Regions from separate parts of the Pan troglodytes genome. Here region 1 is linked to region 2. The links are chromatin contacts, called in public capture Hi-C maps. All regions are on one chromosome and are shown on one strand. The core of a region is the stretch at or near the end of the contact, and the rest is flanking DNA. Distances in the headings are between cores, read along the strand shown.

The links. Capture Hi-C pulls out chosen DNA fragments and counts their contacts.
Region 1: a capture Hi-C map of stem cell-derived neural stem cells shows a contact between it and region 2, with 5 times the contacts expected there. The contact joins two enhancer-like sites. A contact is called at or near these places in 2 of 7 Hi-C or Micro-C datasets (induced pluripotent stem cells and stem cell-derived neural progenitor cells), 1 of 1 datasets of contacts at active chromatin or transcription factors (stem cell-derived excitatory neurons) and 1 of 1 other capture datasets (stem cell-derived neural stem cells).

The regions. Positions count from the first base shown.
Region 1 is chr11:10,499,011-10,501,710 of NHGRI_mPanTro3-v2.0_pri, reverse strand. All of the region lies in intron 1 of EEIG1 (estrogen-induced osteoclastogenesis regulator 1), which reads right to left. Among named protein-coding and RNA genes, the nearest start is that of DPM2, 18 kb to the left of the region's middle. Within about 2 kb of position 1,345, at least 11 of the 24 cell types and tissues checked have an H3K27ac peak or open chromatin away from gene starts, as enhancers often do. A contact at or near this core is called in stem cell-derived neural stem cells, where this site is marked.
Region 2 is chr11:10,356,967-10,359,666 of NHGRI_mPanTro3-v2.0_pri, reverse strand. All of the region lies in intron 1 of SLC25A25 (solute carrier family 25 member 25), which reads left to right. Among named protein-coding and RNA genes, the nearest start is that of SLC25A25, 29 kb to the left of the region's middle. Within about 2 kb of position 1,411, at least 6 of the 24 cell types and tissues checked have an H3K27ac peak or open chromatin away from gene starts, as enhancers often do. A contact at or near this core is called in stem cell-derived neural stem cells, where this site is marked.

The sequences.
Region 1 (2,700 bases), core at 96-2,595, 140 kb before region 2:
TGGGCAGTTCCCTGCACTGCCATTACCTCCTCCAAAGCCAGGCTCTGCCAACTGCCTCATGACCCTCACAATAGTCTTAGGCTGGACTACTCAGCCCATTTCAAAGATGAAGAGACCGAGGCTAGGCAAGCTGCCCCACACCTCCCAGCCAGTAGATAGCTGAGCTGGGCCCGAAGCCTGGTTCCTCCTGACTCCAGAGCTGCCTTCTTCATCACTAATAACAACAATGGCAATAGTAACAACAGCTGATACCCACACAGTGCTTCCCATGTGCCAGGCACTGTTCAAAGAACTTCACAAGAGCCAGCAGGCCCTGGAGCCTGCTCCAAGTGCCAGAGAAAGGTGGTCATGCCAAACCTTTCCAACCTCTGTATGGAGCAGCCACATCATCAGCTCAATCCCCAGTCAAAGAAACCGGGGGCCCGGAGGCTAAGACCCTCACCTGAGGCCCACCACAGGTAAGAGCAGAATGGGGATTAACCCAAGCAGTTGGACTCTGGGTGCGGAGACAGCGACCTGGGGGCTTCAGCTTCACCAACACTAAGCAGAGGGCTCTGGTCTTCTAGCCCCCCGGTTCCTCCTGAGTTGGAGAGCATGACCATGCTGAAAAATTCAGCACCCCTTTACTGGAGAGATGCTTTGTGCCCTGGGAGTGAGTGGGAGCCAGTGGCAGCAGCTCATCCAAGCCCCTCCCAACTGCTGCGGGGGCCTTGGCAGGATCTGGGGGTGGCAGCGGCACGTGGCAGAACCGAGCTCCGCATCCCCGAGCAGCTCCCCATCTCCATACAGCCTGCCTGGCAGAGCCCGTGCTCAGGAAGGGGCGGCCAGGGAAGGGAGGAGACAGTGTGAGAGACGTTATCTCCAGCTCATCCCACCTAAGCACAACCGCCAAGGGGACAGCTAAGGAAGTGACCCGAGGAGAGTGGGTTAACTGCCAGATCGAGGCCTCGGGGCAGAGGGTCGGAGAGGGCCGCAGCCAAGCCTCCCCTGAGCATCGCCAGGTTTGCTTTGCATGGCAGCCTTGCAAGGTGGGCTCTATGCCACCCCTTCTACTGCTGAGGGCACTGAAACTCCAAAAGAAGGCCACCCTACCCGCCACTCGAGCTCATATCCCCAGTGATTGGCAAAGCAGGATTTAAACCCAGGACTGTATGACTTCAGAGTCAGGGCTCTCAGTCGCCACTTTGGCTCAGGAGCCCGGGAAAGCCTGGCGAGGAGAACCTGTGGTGTTGTGGGGCCTGTAGTACCCTGCTCTGCCCCGAGGCACCGCCCAGGTCTCTGAGTGCCAAGCAGGTGCTGGGATGAGCCACTGCAGACTGTATTTACCCAGTGATGACTCAGTGTCACCAGGAGAGGGCGGGGGAACAGATGAATCAGGGAAGGTGACATTCAAGCTCAGGATAGAATGAGCCTGGGGAGTAGCCAGGTGGAGGAGACAGTTCCAAAGAGAGAAAACAGCATGAATGAGGGAGTCCCGTTTCCTTAGCCAATGAAAGCCCCTAAGCCTCACTTTCTATGAGGAGCCCCCTCCAGGCTCCACAAGACTCTGAGGATGTGACCAAGGCTTACCCTGTGCTCCTGCCAAGGCGGTGACAAGGGTCAAGAGGGCAGGCAGACCTGGGCCACACCCTGCACACTCACTAGGGCACACCGCCCCTGTCGTGGCCGCTGTTGTGGGAGCACTGAGTGAAATGAATCCTGCAAAGTGCCTGGCCCGGTGAAGGCTCTGTGATGTCACCAGAATGCACCTAGCTTGTTAGGAGGGTGAGCTCCAACAACCCTCTGCAACCAAGACTGGGGACAAGCAGAAAGGTCAGGGCTGAAGACGGGAGGACGGGACAGATCTAATCCCTATAGGCAGGTGCCACAGGAGTGGGGGCCCTAGGCTGGGGGCATCACCTGAGCCTAGTCATGCTGGCTCCACTTATTCATTCATTCTTGATGATGATTCATTTATCATCAAACAACTGAGCACCAGTGTGTACCAGGCCCTGTTCTAGGCACTCGAACCACGGCAGTAACCAGCTTACATTCTGGTGGGAGGAGAAAGAAGAAGACCAAATAAATAAGAAAAATACCTAGTAGTGGAAAGGAAGAACTCAAACTATATTAACAGATGACTTGGTCTTTCATACAGAGAACCCTTAAGGAATCCACTAAAAAACTATTTTGTTTTATTTATTTATTTTTTTGAGATGGAGTTTCGCTCTCGTTGCCCAGGCTGGAGTGCAAGGGCATAAACTCAGCTCACTGCAACCTCTGCCTCCCGGGTTCAAGCAATTCTCCTGCCTCAGCCTCCTGAGTGGCTGGGATTACAGGTGCCCACCACCAAGCTCGACTAATTTTTCTATTTTTGGTAGAGACGGGGTTTCACTGTGTTGGCCGGGCTGGTCTTGAACTCCTGACCTCAGGTGATCTGCCCCCCTTGGCCTCCCAAAGTGCTGGGATTACAGGCGTGAGCCACCACACCTGGCCATTATTATTATTATTATTATTTGAGACAGAGTCTCACTCTATGGCCCAGGCTGGAGTGCAGTGGCACGATCTCGGCTCACCGCAACCTCCACCTGCTGGGTTCAAGTGATTCTTGTGCCTCAGCCTCCTAAGTAGCTGGGATTACAGGCATGTACCACAACACCTGGCTAATTTTTGTGTTTTTAGTAAAGATGAGGTTTTGCCATGTTGGCCAGGCTGGTCTCG
Region 2 (2,700 bases), core at 162-2,661:
TACTCCCAGCTACTCAGGAGGCTGAGACAGGAGAATCGCTTGAATCCAGGAGGCGGAGGTTGCAGTGAGCCAAGATTGTGCCGCTGTACTCCAGCCTGGGTGACAGAGCAAGAGTCTGTTTAAAAGAAAAAAAGAAAAGTTCACTTTGGTTCTCAGGCTTCTCAGTGTCCCAGAAGCACTACTTTGTTTTGCTCTCACTTCCCCTGTTTAAATATGTCTGCTAGTGAGTCAGGTTCCTGCAAGCTTTTATTCTAGGAACTGTTCCAGTTTTTCCCTTTATCTTTGTCTTACAGTTAATCTTCAGTTGGAGAAGAAAGCCATTACTCTGGAGTGGGAGGTGCCCTCAGCGGCATTCAAGCTTTCAAATCCTGAGGGGCTGTCTTCTCGGAAGCACAGAGAATTTTGCTCATTGTGTGTGTAACTGCCAAGTGTAGGCAGGTTTCATTGGAAACTGGCTACACTAGGCTGTCATGGCAACCTGATCATCAAATGACACTGTGGCCACAGCCGCCAATGAGGTTTGAGAGCCTTAAGGGTGGGTGGGGCTTGAGCGGCTGGATGCTGGCAAAGCGTCCTCATATTAATATTTCTGGCTCAGTCTGAGTCATTGCAGAGGAGGGGAGAGGAACTTTCTGACCTAATGCTACACTCCCAGAGGCACTGTACCTGCCCTGTTCTTATTCATGGTATTCCGGCCTTTACCTGAAGCACCTGCTTTCTTCTGGCATGTAACATAGTGGTAGAACAAGGAAAGCTTTTGGTGGCATTGGCAGATTTGCTGTGAGAAGATGCTCAGGAGAGGAACTGCTACTTTATAGATTAATTGCAATCTGATGCCACTGAATCCTAAGGGACCTAGTGTTGCTGTCACTGTTTCCGAATACTAGTCATAGGAATGGACATCGGAGGAGCTGAAACAGATGAGGGTCTGTGCCACGAAGTCAGAATAATAAAGAGCAGCGAGGCATCGCACACAATGCGCGTTGTGCCCAGATCTTGGAGTGTCAAGAAGGCCGGTGTGAAGCATCAGGGCTGAAACCCGAGGCCTGCTTTAGTTCCTCCATAATCTAGTTCTCACAGAGGCATTCAGAAGCTGTGACACAAACACCATTTTTGGTTGTATTTAGCTAGGGCTCAACTTGCTCAAGTTACACCTTTCCCACACACCTGCCGCCTTCCAGTATGAGGTATCACCTACTGTCTGGCTTACCGGCATCCTTTGGGAACTGAATACTAAAATCTGTTTTGGGTGCTGTTTGAAGTGGATGTTGTAACAAGAACCCTGGGTGCAAGGCCCTGCCCTGCCCTTGACAGGCTTTGGGAATTGGGCAAATCAGGTCACCTCTACCAGGCCTGTTTGCTCAACTCGGAGATTAAGGGATGATCCCAGAGCCCCTCTGGGCCCCCACAGTCTGCAGTTCCAGGAATAGAGCAGTTGTCCTGGACACTAGCACCTAGAGATGGGCTTATTTGGGTAGAACTCTCCATTTTTATTTGAACATGGAGTCCTGAGTTACCTGTGAAACTCAGTAGGATGGATGATTTAAAAAACCAAACGCCAATTGAAGTTTATCCAATGAAGACATTCCATGAGACTCAGTCACAGCAGCAAATAAGTTAGAACCCTTTTAAAAATTAGCTGGGTGTGCTCGTGGGCACCTGTAGTCCCAGCTACTCGGGAGGCTGAGGCAGGAGAATCGCTTGAACCCAGGAGGTGGAGGTTGTAGTGAGCCAAGATCACGCCACTGCACTCCAGCCTGGGTGACAGAGCAAGACTCCATCTTAGGAAAGACAAAGAAAAAAAAAGAAGAATACAGGTTTCACTTTTATTTAGTATCATTTTCAAATCTCAGATTTCTTTTGTTAAATACATTATAAAACTCAATGGTACAGTAATATGTGCCATAATTATTTTTAAAATATACTTTAATAGAAAGTGAAATCTCCAATTGAACTTATTCAGTCAAAATATTTGCTTTTTTATATTAGAATGACTGCAGTCATCACTAAAATGAGATATTCAACAGATCTGTATAATTTAGTTTCAGAAGCAAACAATAATTTAACAAAGGAAGACCAGCATTTTTTTAAATAGGGCAACATCTCATTTTATAAAGTAGAGTGAGCATTCCTAAAGACCAGCATTTTAGGGTTCAGCTTTTATTTATAAATGTGAACCTCCTTTAAAATAAAATAATAGAGGCTAGGCGCAGTGGCTCATACCTGTAATCCTAGCACTTTGGGAGGCCGAGGCAGGCAGATCACTTGAGGCCAGGAGTTGGAGACCAGCCTGGCCAACATGGTAAAACCTAGTCTCTACTAAAAATACAAAAATCAGCCAGGCGTGGTGGTGGGCACCTATAATCTCAACTACTCGGGAGGCTGAGGCACAAGAGTCGCTTGAACCTGGGAGGCAGAGGTTGCAGTAAGCCGAGATCGTGCCACTGCACTCCAGCCTGGGTGACAAGAGTGACAGTCTGTCTCAAAAATAATAATAATAATGATACATTATCTTGTCCATTTGAGTATAATGCCCTGACAACTCTATTTGCAGATGCTCAGAAAAATAGGCCTTCATCAAGCATGGTTATAAGTTTGTTTCTTGGGGTCTTAGAGCCCCCTGAGCTAATTCACTCATTTGGAAGCTGTTCATGAAGCACCTTATTTGATCAAGGCAGGAGGTTATTTCCAGACAAGGAG